2 separate regions of the Anas platyrhynchos genome follow, and region 2 is linked to region 1. Evidence: chromatin contacts called from public Hi-C data. All regions are on one chromosome and are shown on one strand. Each heading gives the region's core, a stretch centred on a gene start, on an enhancer-like site or on the middle of the called end of the contact. The rest is flanking DNA. Distances are from core to core; before and after follow the strand shown.

Region 1 (7,375 bases), core at 2,336-4,835:
AGTGTATAAAGAGGCAACACTTTTTGCATCCCTCTTTGGCTGTGCATGCATCGCTGTGTATCTGCATTCTTCCCTCGCGTCGTCGCAGTGGGCTGTGCTACTTCTGCAGCAGCTTCTGGCAGCAAATAGCATGGAAAAGGGAAATATTTGCCTCTCAGCAGTGCCAGCTGGAAGCCCTGTCCCAAGGTATGGGCGTCTCAGCTTTGGCTTTTGAGGTCAGATAGTGGTTTTGTGACACCTGCAGGTGCTGCTAATAGATGATGGAGAGAAATAACTGGCTGCTGCTGTGTAGAATTTAGAGAATCGTGTAGTAATTCCTTGTTTCTGGTACACATGAAAGCTGTGTGGTAACAAAAGTGCTTCTGCAGGACTTCGTTTAAAGGACAGGGAAAATAGTCTTCATCTTCAGTCATCTTGTACTTCAAAGCATGTTAATTTTGGAAAGCGTGATTTCATGTTGAAATCTGTTAAATCTAAGCTATTAAAATCTTTTTCAAACAATTTTCTTTCAGTGCTTGGGCCTCGGGATGGGTAGCATTTCCGCATAATGGAGAGAGGCCTGCCTGCCTTTTTGGGAAGGCAGGTAGTCCTTGTTCCCATCCTGTCCAGAAAGTCCATTTAGTCTCAGCGAGACTGCGTTGAGAAAGCTTGCTTTAAGGGGATCAAAGAGATCATGCTCCGAGTTGTTTAAAAGGCCTCAGGCCTAATGCATGTGTCCATCGAGTCGTGTGGATGTGGTGTTCTGTCAAAGGGGGGGGGGGGTTTATCCCTTTTCTTACATCCACCTCAGCACTAATAGCCAAAGGAGCTGTGGCTCCGAGCATACTGCTATTGCTTAAAAGGGGGTCTGTGCATATGTCGGTCCTTCCAGAGAGTTCGGAGGAATCAGGATTGAAACGACAACGCCTGGCATGCTCCGCGTGTCCCACGAGCCCATTCCTGGCGCAGCCGCTGCGGACGAGCCCCGCTGCTCGGCCCTCCCCTGCGCTGGGGATCAGCGGGGACAGCCAAAGCTCCGGGGACTTCGTGGTAGCTACTCTTACATTGTCAACACTTCCTCTTCTAATCCCTGTTCTGAGAATAACCAAATATTCAGACTTAGCAACTGTTTTTCCTGCCTAGTAACTTCATCTCCCACAATGTCTGCCTTTGAGAATGCGTCTGGACTGCCTAGCGCACCACTCCGTGTGTGTGGTTTTTTTTTCCCCTTGTGGGTCATTCTTTTTTAAGTCTGCAAAACCAGCATGCCAGCTGCTGTGCTTTAGAATTGCTTAATACTTTTATTTAATTATTAAAAATACATATTTTTAACTTGAAGTGCAAACAAGAGGAATCAAGGGTCTTTTGGTGTCCTGATGTGTGTGCATTACAAGGACCGCTGGGCTTATACTTCATTCAAGAAGTGGTGACCTTTTAATTAGGTGGTCGTCAGCTGGGTACTAGATGCTGACATAGGATTTGCTCTTATTTTGGAGACTACAGACTGTATCAAATGTGTGTATCATAATAAGGTAACGTGTATCTTGTGACTGTCCATTAAGAAAAACAGTTCAGCTGATAAGGGTGTCAGACACAAACAAGGCTGTTTAAAATGAGAGAGGAAGGGTGCAGGAGATGTTGAACCCAACGGGTTCAGATGGCTTCTGAGCATTACAGAAATCCTGCTTGACCTTGGGGCTGGTTGTCTCTGCTTCGGTTTGGACATCTATGAAATGGGAGTTAGTGCTTGTTAATACCATTCCAGAGGTGGAATATTTTGGAAAATGGGCTCTCCTGAGGTGGAATGGACTTTGGAGGAGTGTGGTTAGAATAAATAAGAGCTGGATAAAATGAAAGAAATTAAAAAGCACTTCTGAAGTATGTTATTTACTTATTTATTTATTTTAAATATCCCCTTCCACTGAAGTTTTTTTTTCTTTTCCCCTTTAACTTCCTAACAAAATCCCATGTAAAAGCATAAGCTGCTGAATGATTATGCTGGCTGACAGTTTCTAAGGATGGGAGCTGTGTATTTGGACTTCTCTTTTTTTTTTTTTTTTCTCCTCAATGCTGATTGTGTTCAATAATTATGTATATGAAAGAATTTTCATTATAGCATTGTGGTTTCATGTTCTCAGAAGGGTTTGGAATGGGATAGCCAAGCCAGATTGCATGACACATTTCAGGCTTTGTTTCTTCCTGACCACATGCACATTTTATTTTATTTTTTCCACTTAGAGTTTGAGCAAAAATTGTATTGATTTTAGCCATCTCATGGAAAATCCTAGTCAAAGTCAGTAGGGATATACTCTGTTGGATATGTTGGATTTTTAAAATGCAGTTTTAGTAAAGGGGATTTGTTTCTGTGCTACCTTTCCTGCTGCAGCTCCTTATAGTAGAATTTCCCACTGTCACTTTCTGTTGAAACACTGCTGTTTCCTTCTGTATGTAAAGAGAGGAAGGAGAAATGGTTTTGAACTTTACAAACAATTTTGAGGGAATGGGGGATTTTTATTTTTCCCAGTGGAAAAGGAAAAAAAAACAAACAAACAAACAAACAAAAAAAAAAACCAAGAAAATGAGTATTTTGAAATTACAAGAATGAAATTAATATTTTTGAAATTACAAGAAAATGAATATAAGTATTGAGCCATATGTACTGCCAAGGACTTTCAGTCCTATAAGAGACTGTGCTCAGGCACAATACCTGTATTTTTGTCCTCAAGATTGGTCTTTGAATTCAAGCAGATTTTATCATTTCTAAGCATTATTTTGGAGCAGATTGCAGATTTTTTTTGTGTTGGCCAAACCTGTGATAATTTTAAGATGTTTGAGTCCCATTTTTATAACAATATAATATGCCTATTTTTAAAGGTGATGAACTATTATTCTACCAATTTAGCATTTGTAGAGCTGTGTCTAATGAAATCTCAGCAACAGGGCTGTGAATTTTACCTCAGTAATGTGTGAACTTCAAAGTCTGTGTGATGCTGTAGTGTTTTTCTTTCTTTTATTTTCTTTCTTTTTTTTTTCCTACTATCAAGGAACAAACAAGTAGAAATGCAAAAGAAAAAAACAAAACCCTAACCACACAACATGTGAAGGAATAGACTAGCGAATAGTTCCAACAACAGTATCAGTGTTCATCTGCTTTTCATATCTAGTGTTTTCCCATCTTCTGACTTTTGTTCTAAATGGTGTATTTTAAAATGGAAAAGAAAAACATGTTCTAAGCATGCAGTGTGAGCAATGCTGATAGGGTAAGCTCGTTGGTTGATTTATTTGAAAAAGTTCAAGCTAGGTTGTGTGTATTTAAGACAACTTTTTGCATTCGTCATATTTAAAGGTGCCTTACAAGTATTGTTTTCTTTTTTTTTTTTTTTTTAACACTAATCTGTGGTTAGATGCAGTGACTGAGGTCTGTGTTATGTTATGGTTTTCCTTTTGATCAATATGCAAAATATTGGTTGCATTGGTGTGTGAATTGAGGGGAACCAAATGAATCGGTTTGCAGTCAAAAACCACATGCAAAGTACGTAGGGTTTTGATTTCTGCTTTAGTGGTTCTGTTATCATTGTTATTTACAGCGAGAGTGGCTTTTTATCTCAGAGTTTGTGCTCTTTAGCCTACTTTCCAATTGAGTTCTTGGTTTTGTGGTTTTTATCAGCAACCTTCAGAGTAGCTTCTAGAGTTGTTAACTTTGCTCTTTGCAAGTCCCACTGCTCGTTAGATCTTTAGGCGAGATAAGAAAAACTGCTTGAGAATTACTGTAGGGTAAAATAGCTCCCCTTGACCACCACATGAACTGGATGGAGACTGAACATCTCCCCTTCAGGAAAGATACGTCTGACTTAGTCTGTTGAGTAGCTTGAAACTGGTGAAGCTTTTTTTTTTTTTTTTTTTTTTTCTCAGAATCCTGTGTATGTGAATTATTTCACTGAGTTGGGATGTAATTATGACTTTCTTTTTTTTTTTTTTTAAATAATAATTATTAAACTTTTAATACAAGAAACTCTTTGGATTTTACTTACTTCTAGTAATGCTTTTGCTTCCTATTGCCTATACACAATACATACTGAAGGAAAAAAAAATATCGTGACCCTTGAATTTCCCAACTGAAAATTGGTGAATGAGGGGAAGTGAAGAACTACTGCTTTTTAAATTTGCAAAGCATCAAAATCTTTGTGTGTTTGAAAGCAGTGGAAACCTCTTCCTGAAGGTGAAAACTAATGTTTTTTTCCCTAGCATCATGCACCCCAGAACTTGTGTACGAAACACGAAGTACTATCAGCCCTGTGATAAAATTGAGAAATGACAACTCTGTTTGTCCCCATCAATAACCTTAGAGTCAGTAGGGAAAGATTTTTGCACCCAAAAGAAACCAAAAACTGGATCTAACCTACTCGATTCATTCACTATTTCCCTCCGTCACCTTCATATACTGTGCAGGATTGCAGCCACTGGTAGACCAGCCGTTGAAGGACAATGTTTTACTGTACAGCTCTCCAATTTCATCAGACTCTCCATGATGATACTGTAAAGAGGACTAAAGCTATCAACTCATTATTGAAGAACTAATAATGCTGACTGGTTTAACGTGTGATGTGACCATAAACACCTTCTTAGAAGGCTTTGTCTTCTGATTGATATCTTCCTGAAAAGTAGGAGAGGCTTTTATCTAGTGCACATGAATTGCCCCTAGCAAAGCACAGACGATTCCAGAAGGGCAATGTGATTTCCTGAGAACATGCTGGAGTGATCAAGGTGGCCCATGTATAGTTGACACGGGTTGGGTGGTGGAGGGCATACGAAGACATAATTTATCTCCATGGGGTAGGAAAACAAAAGACTACACAGAAAACGAGCTGTGGAATTATTCATCTTATTGATAGGCATGAAATTAGTGGCAGCAAGAGGAGGAAATCTGTTGCCAGTTTTATACTACTTCACTGCGCGTCTGTTTCTTTTGTTTGCAAGGAATTCTCCTGTACTTGAAGACTTTATTTTCGTTTTACAGCTCGCCACGCTCTGTGGGCCTTGGGAACATGGTCTGTTGGTGATGTAGCATTGCTTTCATTAGAGCGAGAGTATGGTTTATAGGCACAGTAAACACCTTCTGATGGTTCGTTCCAATTAATAAGTGTATAACCCCCCGTGTGCTGTAGAAGGTGATTTTACTTGATCTTTTGTGATTAGTGGTGAGAAACGTAGTTTTATATATACAAACCCATTTTATAAATTGCAGACTATATTTAATTAGCATTATGCACCCACGGCCACCTCATCTACACTTCTGCTAATCCATCTCTCCGAGACTCCACCGCCCCAAACAGCCCAGTGTCTTCAGCCAGCATTTACGGATTAATAAATCTGCCAGGAAAGCATTCCCTCTTTATCTGTTTGTCCGTGGAAATACCCCCCAAATGTTAACTCTGACCACAAGCCCGAGACGAGCAATTTTTATGTCTCAGCTGCTGGCAGCTTTTCCTGTGGCTATAAGTGCCATGGCTTCTGAAACCTGATGCCTCAGCCTCCCCTACTAGAAACAGGAGTTTTATTCCCCTGGCAAGGGGAGTGTCCCAGTGTTCCAGCGGAGCAAATTCAGCTCATTTGTTTCCTTCGTCACTTCGTAGTGACCAGACTTGAGATGGCTCGGTGCTTGGTATGTAGACGTTCTCTGCTACGCTGTAGGAAGTTCCTCTGCTGCTTCCTCAGGGATGCTTGCTGTAGCTGGAACCTAGATTACTCTTTGGGGAGGAGATTGAGGAAACTTGTTCTGTGTTACCGACTTCCCCATGTGTTACCCGCTCAGAGAGGCAATGCGTTACTTAGCTTAGACACCTATACTGCAATTCACAGGTCTCTCATTTAAATCTTTTCCCTTTTCTGTGCCTCTCTTTTTCCCTCCCATCTGTTTTTTTGGGCAGGGTCAGTCTTTCTCACTCTCTTGTTTGTACAGTACCTAGCACAAAAGGACTCTGTTCTCTGTTGGTGCCTTTGGGCACTGCTCTTATACAAATAAAAGGGTATAAAGTTTGCATCAAACTTTTTTTGTAACCCGTCTTGCACAACAAACTGCCTGTGCCAATCTGCATAATGCAGCAGTCTCAAACATGTGATGGTGCGGTGTGAAGGAATAGCAATTTTTGTGATCTGTAAGTCTAGGATAATGTTGGTAGTTGCTCTGGATTGCAGACTTAAGCATAGTTATAAACCTGCCTCTAAACCCTCACTTATTATTTTTTATAAATAGTTGTGTAAATAGAATTTCATGAACAAATACTGTTCATACAAAGGCAACAGTAGCAGTCTTGTTACTTAGGTTAATTAAACCAAAACCAACTAAAACTTTGAAGTAGTTTATTCCTTAAATTCCTTTTATTCCTTTATATATATATATATATGTATTTTCTTTCACATTGCTTCCCTGAGCAGTTAGAAAGGTCTTCCTACTTATAACATGTATCTGTGCTTTAAGATCAGATTCTCTAGAAATGATGTGAAATACCTCTGTATGGGCATGTCTTTCCTCCCCTGCCCAAGAAGGTGGTGAACTTGTTCTTTCCTGTGAGCCCCAGAATCTCAAGGAAACAAGTTTTTGAATCAAAAAGTTTCCAGCTAACTCTGGGCTGGAACTAACGTTGTGTAATTCCTAACTGAAGATAGAAGTGGTCCCTGATTAGTTCAGGGCCTGATGGCTTTATGAACTTATCCCAAGGTTTCAGCTTTGCTAAATATTTTTCTGTGTACTGTTACTGTGGAGGAGACACCAACTGTGTAGTCCTACAGCTGTCCTGCAAGTTGTTGGTTTGCTCGGAGGTAGATGCATGTCCACGTATGGGATGGTCAGAGGGAAAATTTTGTGGACAGATGGAGAAAAATAAGAGGGTGAGGTATGTGAAGGCATCTCTCTGTTTCCTACTCTAGTGGTTATTTATCACTTTCCCTCTGAGTGTTTGCTGGATCTTACTTCAGTTATGCAGGAAGTTACACAAAACAGCGAAAGGAGCCAAGTTATGTATTGTATCTGCCTCAGCCATCCTTCTCCTTCCCCCCTTGATACTTCACGCTTGCTGTTTAAAAATTGAGCTGAGATTTTTAAGTCAACTGTTGGAGCTGGATGAAACTTAAATCTTGATTAAACTAAGAAAAATTAAGCAGGGAGCATGGGGAGCCAGGGGAGTCTGCCCAGGTTTATCTGATAAAGAGTTTTCCATCCTCCATGAGGGCACAGCTTTGGGTAGTGCTGGTTGTGTTTCACGGGTGGGCAAAGTGAGATGTGGAGAGGTTGAGTGAGTTGGCTGAGCTGCTGAAAGGAGCTTGTATGCAGAGATCTAGATGTTAAAGATGACGAGCTGACCACAGGCTCTTGCTCCTGTTCATTGCATAGCAGTTC
Region 2 (7,304 bases), core at 3,894-6,393, 60 kb after region 1:
CTTTGAAGACCTTGAACTATTTCTACCAGTTAAGAGCTGTTAGATAGAATCTGCTGAAAATTAGCTTCATTCAGTTATCATACAATATAGCGAGCTGTTCTGGCAAGCAGCATTCTCTGCTAGCATTGAGGCAAAATAAATTCTTCTGTTCTTATGGCCTGAATTGCAGGTAGTATCTGCTGAGGTCAGATAACCTGGCTTCTGTGCATGTGCATACCACACACATATGTGCCATCCATGCATACGTGTAAGGAGGTCTATGTGTCTAGGTAAATTTTGCCATGTAATTTTGGTTCTCTCCTGCCCGGTGTTTGCAGTTCACAGGCACCCTGGTTCTCACTAGCTGGTGATGAGCAGACCTGTAGAAAAATGTGTTCTCTGCTCCAAAACATTCCTGGTGAGTAACCGGTGGCTGTGCTGTGCAGAAAGTCAAGCCAAATATTTGTGCTGGCTTTTCCTAGCTTTAAAAGGAATCCCATGGCCCTTACAGATCAGGAAGGAGCACAAAGGACCAGCCGAGTGTGGCCTCCTGCCTGCTGAACGTTACAGCTCAGTGCAAGTGAATGCAGAATTAAGTTGCTCACTCTGGTACGGCACCTGGACTAATTTGTCTCGCTAATTACAGTGGGCGTAGGAGTACGGCGATGCCATTAAACAGCGCCCATGACCCAGGCCAGTATCCCCAGAGTGCCTCGTGAGCGCAGGAGCCCTGCTGGGGCTGGTCGGGCTGCGTGACACAGCCCTGCCTGGCATGCTGGGGACGTGTTCTCGGACATGACGTGAGACTAGCCAAGTGGAGCAGTCTCCATAAAATAAGGCTGTCCATGGACTTACATAGGTGCTACACCTTTTATTTATTTGGTTTTAGAGGAGATAAGTGAGTTGGTTATCAATGACTGCTGACACCAGCAGTATGTAAGAGTAGCTCTTGTGAACTGTCAGATTCCTCTTTGGTCATCAAAAAGCACCCGGCTCTCAGTGGAAGCCTTGCAGGTGGTATTTAGCAAAGGTGGTCTCATGGCTAAAGCATGGAAAGTGGTGACTTTCGTTAGCACCTCTGGGAAGCAGGGCTGAGGGGCGGGAGAGTGACTGGTCCTTGGGGGTGGTAGAGTCAAGAAGGATTTTCCAGTTTATATTGAAAATGGGAGTAGAGTGAACTGGAGCGGAACAAACTGGATTTAAATATGACTGATCTGCTAGGGTGTGTACAGGAGTAGTGAGAGCCTGGATGAAATAAAGCACAGGGTTCTTAGGTAACTGCATAGGTTAAGGAAGCCAAAAGATTGGATCTGGTGGCAAGAGATGGTAAGCTGTCGAAATGGATGGCTTCAGATGCCACTGACTACTTTCACATCCTTTTCTTTATTCTCCCTGTCTGCCCCAGATACTGCTTGGAGTATCATCACTATAGACACCATATACTGAAGAAGCAGCTGTCAACCCAAGCGTGTTGTCAGGCGTGTTGGGGATCCAAATGTCAGTGTGTGACTTGAGAAATCTGGTGCCCTTGAAGGGGATGGGGCTTCAACCACAAAACCAGCTCATCCATTTTCCGTCAGGGTCTGTAGACAATAGATCCCACAACCCCACGCGGTCTCTGGAATATTTTAAGATTTCATAGTTGTGGTCACTTCTAATTTGCCATGCAGTCTCCTGGGAGAGAGTTTTGATCCCCACCTTGAAGTGCTTAATGCTGAACTCCTCATCCCTGGTAAAATCATCACAGTATAGACAGTCCTGGTGTTTTCGAGGATTTAAACCTCCATCAGTGGCTGGAGTCCCTGGTGTTTGTAGCTACAGAAGACACTGTCACTAGGACATCGTCAAGACTAAGCCCTGCAAGTAGTCGTTTTACCCCTAAGTCTTTTCACAGCATGAGTGAGTTTCACTATAAAAATCTAGGATGATTCCCTGAAGGAACTGGAATTTCTGGGTGTTGCAGAGTCCTTATTAGGAAATTGGGAAGATACACTGATGAGTGTGCCTGTTTAAAATCAGATAGTAAAAGAGTTCCCACCATTATTCTCCTTCTGGGAGGATTGTTTGTTAACTAAGTTGGTGTTTTAAATTAGAGTGAAGTGGAAAAAAGCAAGTAAGCAAATGGTTTTCTTGAAGTTTAGGTATTTGCAGTATTGAGAAAAATGATCATTGGATAACTCCTCTTTGAACTGGTACCAATGTATCAGTAGATTTTGGGGCTCAACTTTTCTATTTCCTTCTCCTTTTGTGAATCTGAATTTAATTAACTCTTTTCTACACGTGTCCTAGCGGCTTTATATTTATTTATTTATTTTTCAGCATTGCCCTGCATAGCATAACCACATAGTTTTGTTACCAAGAGAATGTAACAACAATAGGCCCATATCACGCTGTTTTAATGTCCCAAATTAGACTTTGTTGTAATTGGTCTGACACAATCCGAGCAGAACGAAATCTCTTGCATGGGCAAAAAGTCTTGTTATAGTTCTAACAAACTTTTTAAGCTATCTTTTGTTTTTTTTGTATCTTTAGTTGTGAAACTCCAGAGTAGGTGTTAAATGGCCAAGGGGTACCAGTCCCATCTTGTAGCCCCTGGTGTTTATGCTCATCCTCTGTTGTAAGTCTGTGTGAAATACCAGCATTGCGGTGGATTTGGTGTTTTTATGTCCTTCGTGACTGTGACTTGTGGGCTCTCAGCTCCCTACTTTATTACAAAGCAGAAACAGCATGGAAGATGTGGAACATGTACCTTAGCTGGGGGGCTGGCAAGTCATGGGCAGCGTGTCTCCAGCCTGTTTGCCGTGCAGTGTTCCCCTAATAGGCAGACCTCCTTGAAGCATGGCCTAGGGAGCTTTGGAAAGCATCTCAGATGGAAATGCCAGGCAGTTGTTTTGCACTTGTTAGCAGCTTTTATCCGGAAGCTTTAATAGCATCACTGCGAAGTGTTGTTTAACAACTGGCTTCTTTGACAACCGTGGCTCTATTGGTAATGAGGGAGCTTATCTTATGAAAGTGCTGCAAAGAAATCAAGGAAAGGGGGGCCGTGGGTAAATTGCTTTAATGCAACTTTTGTTTAATAGAGGGCTGAGTTTGTACAATGGGTGGATTAGCAGATGAGATTCCCCCTTACTTCTCCAGTAATTCTTTGGAGAGGGTCTTGACTCCAACCATCTATCCAAAAAAGAGTCTGTTCCCCTTTCTGTAAGTTTTGGACACTAATGACAGTGATGAGTAAAGAAAAACAGTCCGTCCAGATGCACACTTTCTAACACAGTCATTAGGTTTCAGGCAAGCAAACGTTGGAGAGAAAAAAAAAATGCTCTCCAGCAATTGTAATTAAGGGAAGAGCACCAAATACCTGTAGCAATATGTCAGGATTTTGAAATAATGTTGCGTCATGTTTTACCTGAAACTTCATTAATGATAGCATAGATGGCCTCTTTATCTTGCCAGCATCTGCCCTATTACTGGTTAAGACTAAGGGCCAGGCATGTGGAGTAATTCTGTTGAAATAGTTGTTTTTATGTTTCATGCAACTGACAACAAAATCTGGCCTCTGGAATTTACGATCGCCCAACCGAAGTAGCTTGGAGCTCACTGTGGGGTTTATTCTCCTGTAACGCAACAAAGGCAAGCTGCTAAACGCAGCCTACAGGAAAACTGCCTCGTGTTGAGCTGAGCATCCATAAGAGCTCAAACGTCTCTGAGGCTGTAGTTCAGGGTCACGTTTCACCTTTGCATTTGTTGCTCAGCATCGGAGGGAACGGCAAGGTGAGGCCAGGGGCTTCCGACTTGTGAGCGTGGGTGGCCTGTTCCTAAGCAGCTGGCGATTCAGGAGGTAAAGATAATCAAGAACTAATAAGTTGGTGGACTGACTTTCTTCCTTTAGGACCCCTACCTTCTATTAGCAACATGGAAAAGGTTAAAAATCAGCTGCTCTGTGTCCACATTGAATTGCTATTTGCAGGAGGCTGCTCTGGGGAGCTGCATTTGAATGCTGAGGCTGGTGGCTGCTGAAGTGTTCACCATACAGATGCTTTGGGTGGCCGAATGTCCACCTTACTTCGCAGATCCCGAGGGTGCTGAGGCAGATCATGTTTCTCCTCAGGGCAGTGACAGAGTGTGCTGTTTTAACTCCCAATAACTTATAGCTTCCAGGGCATTGTAAGAAACTAGGAGGAAGTGATGCATCCTGGAAAACACTGAGTGAGCGTGGAAGCACGATGCTGCAGTTGCCAGAAAACAGAGCATGCCGAAGCCCGCCGGGAGGATTCACATTGGAGGCAGCAGCTCTGCTGGGTCTCATCCAGCCCTATCTGCTGTCTGTTACCAGCTGGGGAAATCGGTGTGGTGTGGCACTGGGGTTGTTGACTCCAGTCCACAGTTTCTTGGCCATGCTCTTCGGGCTGGACCCAACCAGTTGCGCAGCGCGACTTCACCGCCCCAGCCGGGATGCGGTCAGTGCAAATCGGGCCGGTGGCAGTCGGCCGCCCATTGTTTGAAGAAGCAGTTTCTTCCCTCATGCAGCCACCTGAAACGAGCTCATGTGAGGCTTGATTTTATCAGCCCTGAGCTTTTCTTTTGTTAGCTGGCATTGTGTTCTTGCTAGGTGTTTCACTGGCTCCTTTTCCAGAAGAGTTAGATCTATGCAGATTTTGTGTCCAGGCTGGGACAAAAGAAAACTTTTCCATTGTCTGTCCACTGATGAAATGAGTTTAAAAAAGAAAAAGAAAAAAAAAGAAAAAGATTTCAGTGTACTGATTCTGCCTTCCCAAAGAGCTGAGTGGGAACGAGGGAAGAAGTAAAATACATTGCATGGGTGCAGAACATGCCTTTTGCTTCCTGGCTGTGATTTGGATAAATAATGTGTGTGCATCATGCTTTGCTCATGAATTTCCGTCCATCTGCAGTCAATGTCAAACTTGTGTCTTCCCCTGTCATCACATACCAGTGCTCAGAAGCGTGATGTCCTCTTTTTTTTGTCCTCCTGCAGGGGATATTCATTTCAGCCCATGCTAGGAGCTCTCCTTCCCTTTCTGGCGGAGCCATTTCCACTTTCTCCTGTTATGGCTGTTGTTGCCTTTGCTCTTACAGCAGTCGCTTCCAACTCTGTGCACTCTGTGCTTGCATTCCTCCTCCCCTTTCGTCCTCCCTTGGAGCTGCAGGGAGATAGGTTAGGGAAAAGGGGAGGAGAGGAAAAGTTGTTTGTCCCAATCCAGACAACCTTATCTTTGTCATATTGTGAAAACACTTTGGCAATTTCTTTGTCAGCATTTAAAAGCATGTAATTAAAACCACTTCCAATTTAGCAAATTTTAGTTGAACATAAAGTATCATTTAAAACAGTTCCGTTTTGGTCACTTCATTTCCTTTCGGTCCCTGCTGTCTCTTGTGGGATGTTGCTTGAAAAGGCTGTCATCCGCCTGTCCTCTTCAGGGTGTCCAGAACTCCCCATGGCACTGCTTCTCAATGACACAATATTTACAGTCAAGGGAAGCTGGCATGAGCTGAGCACTTTGCCCACAAGCCTGAAGTCCCACAGGTTGGCACTGCCCAGCTGCAGAGGGGGTAAAGCTGTCTGCAGGACTGCCTCTTGTAAGAAGCAGTGAGAGCTGAGGTTGACATCCCTTCTGCGATAGCATTAGCATTAGAGGAGGTGGGCTGTGCGTCTCTTTCAGGAGTGGTTTTAATGACAGTATTGCTTGCTGTTTTTTCTCGAGCAAACACACAATGTGTTCGTAAGGCTGTTTGCAGGCACCCAGGATGTCGCCTCGTCAGAGAAGATGATGATATTTTGGACCTTGGCTGTGACCTGACAATGTTCAGAGAGGGACGGCAAGATCAGGGTCTTGAGAGTAAGCGGTGTGGGCTGTCCTGTAGCTGTCCCTGTCAGGCACTGACTCTCTGAAGAGGGACATGGGCTTTCAGTATTTATAAGCCCTTGGTTTCTCATACAAACTGCAGTAGTTTTCTAGGAGTACAGTCTTAAAATCCAGCCTGTCTGTTCTTCCACTGCCTAGCTTGTAATGGCAGGAAGAGTCACTGGAGATGTGTCCTGTGATTTACAGAGGTGCCTTTAGAACTTCACGTTAATGCTACCAACCATAACACACAAAATAACTTGCCCTCGCTGTGCTCAATTAAATCTGCAGATACTCTTTCTTTATTTATTGAGACCAGCTATGTCCATCGGTGCCAAGTGCTCATCTTGCACAGATGCAAGTGGCTGTGCTTGGACAGATGTAATAGAAAGTCAGGTCTAGACTGTTAAATACTTTATTAATATAACTTAATCTCACTGCCAGTAGCGCTCCCAGTGTAATGGATTGTGATGGCTTCAGACATTGTTGTGCCCTGTCTTGTCACCATATTGTTTGAGGAGAGAGACTTTTGTATGTTTTATTTTTTTTTTCCTGTAGCTGAGAGCACAACAGCCCCTTCTCTACTTAGGTGTCTGCTACCACCAGAGCTTCCCCCTCCCCAGCAAACAATAAGCTCTTTCTTCCCAATCCAAAGACGGAGTTTAGATTATTCCAAACACTCCTGTGTGCTAAGGGGCATTCAACTAATAAATATGCGACTGTATTCCCTCTGACGAACCTAATAGTTTTGAGACCTTCCAGTACGATTATTCTCTCCTACTGAAGGAAGGAATGGCTTCCCATTTAATTTTGGCTCTAAACCCCCTTCCGATAGTGGTATTTCTAAGACAGTTAAATCCAAGCTATCTGAGCACCAAGCCTTGGGATACCCGTGCGGATACGCCGTACAATGCCTAACATATGCTTAGCGTGTGCATTTTAGCCATATGACAGTGTTCTTAGCCAAGTCAATTTTATGTTCATTTTTTTAATTACCATTCTGCGAGACACAGTTTCATATGTTGTACTAAATTTCCAAGTGTCTGGTCTCTGTTACACTGCTGTTCTCGTCTGTTAAATAGGCAATTTCTTTGGGTAACAACACCAGAAATAAATGATTTGAGTTTGGCTAAGGCAGCAGGATTCTTGACAGCGATGCACGTTGGTTTGGCCCATATCTCTCTAAGGGTGAATGAAATACTTACACATAACACTTAATTCAAAATGCTAGTGGTCTTGTGGGGAGTGGTAGGGGGGAAGAGGGAGTGCCCTCGCAAGGCACAGCAGAATGAATGCGTTGTCTCTACTGCAACCCACAGGCAGAGATAGTGGCTGCAGTCTGCTCGCACCCTTCGAAAGGCTCTGGTCTGCGTTGCTGCAGCCCCCACTGTCCTCCTGCTGAAGTTTGCTGCTGCACCGCTACGTCTGGGGACAAGGCGGTGATGCAAGGAGCCAGCAAATCTG

The links. Hi-C and Micro-C count contacts between places; a contact is called where the count stands out from the background.
Region 2: a Hi-C map of liver shows a contact between it and region 1, with 2.0 times the contacts expected there. The contact joins two enhancer-like sites. A contact is called at or near these places in 2 of 8 Hi-C or Micro-C datasets (F5 follicle and liver).

Annotation. Positions count from the first base shown.
Region 1 is chr6:32,175,681-32,183,055 of IASCAAS_PekinDuck_T2T, forward strand. The region is part of intron 3 of TCF7L2 (transcription factor 7 like 2); the gene reads left to right. Among named protein-coding and RNA genes, the nearest start is that of TCF7L2, 29 kb to the left of the region's middle. Within about 2 kb of position 3,586, at least 2 of the 8 cell types and tissues checked have an H3K27ac peak or open chromatin away from gene starts, as enhancers often do. A contact at or near this core is called in F5 follicle, where this site is marked.
Region 2 is chr6:32,234,313-32,241,616 of IASCAAS_PekinDuck_T2T, forward strand. The region is part of intron 3 of TCF7L2 (transcription factor 7 like 2); the gene reads left to right. Among named protein-coding and RNA genes, the nearest start is that of TCF7L2, 88 kb to the left of the region's middle. Within about 2 kb of position 5,144, at least 4 of the 8 cell types and tissues checked have an H3K27ac peak or open chromatin away from gene starts, as enhancers often do. A contact at or near this core is called in F5 follicle, where this site is marked.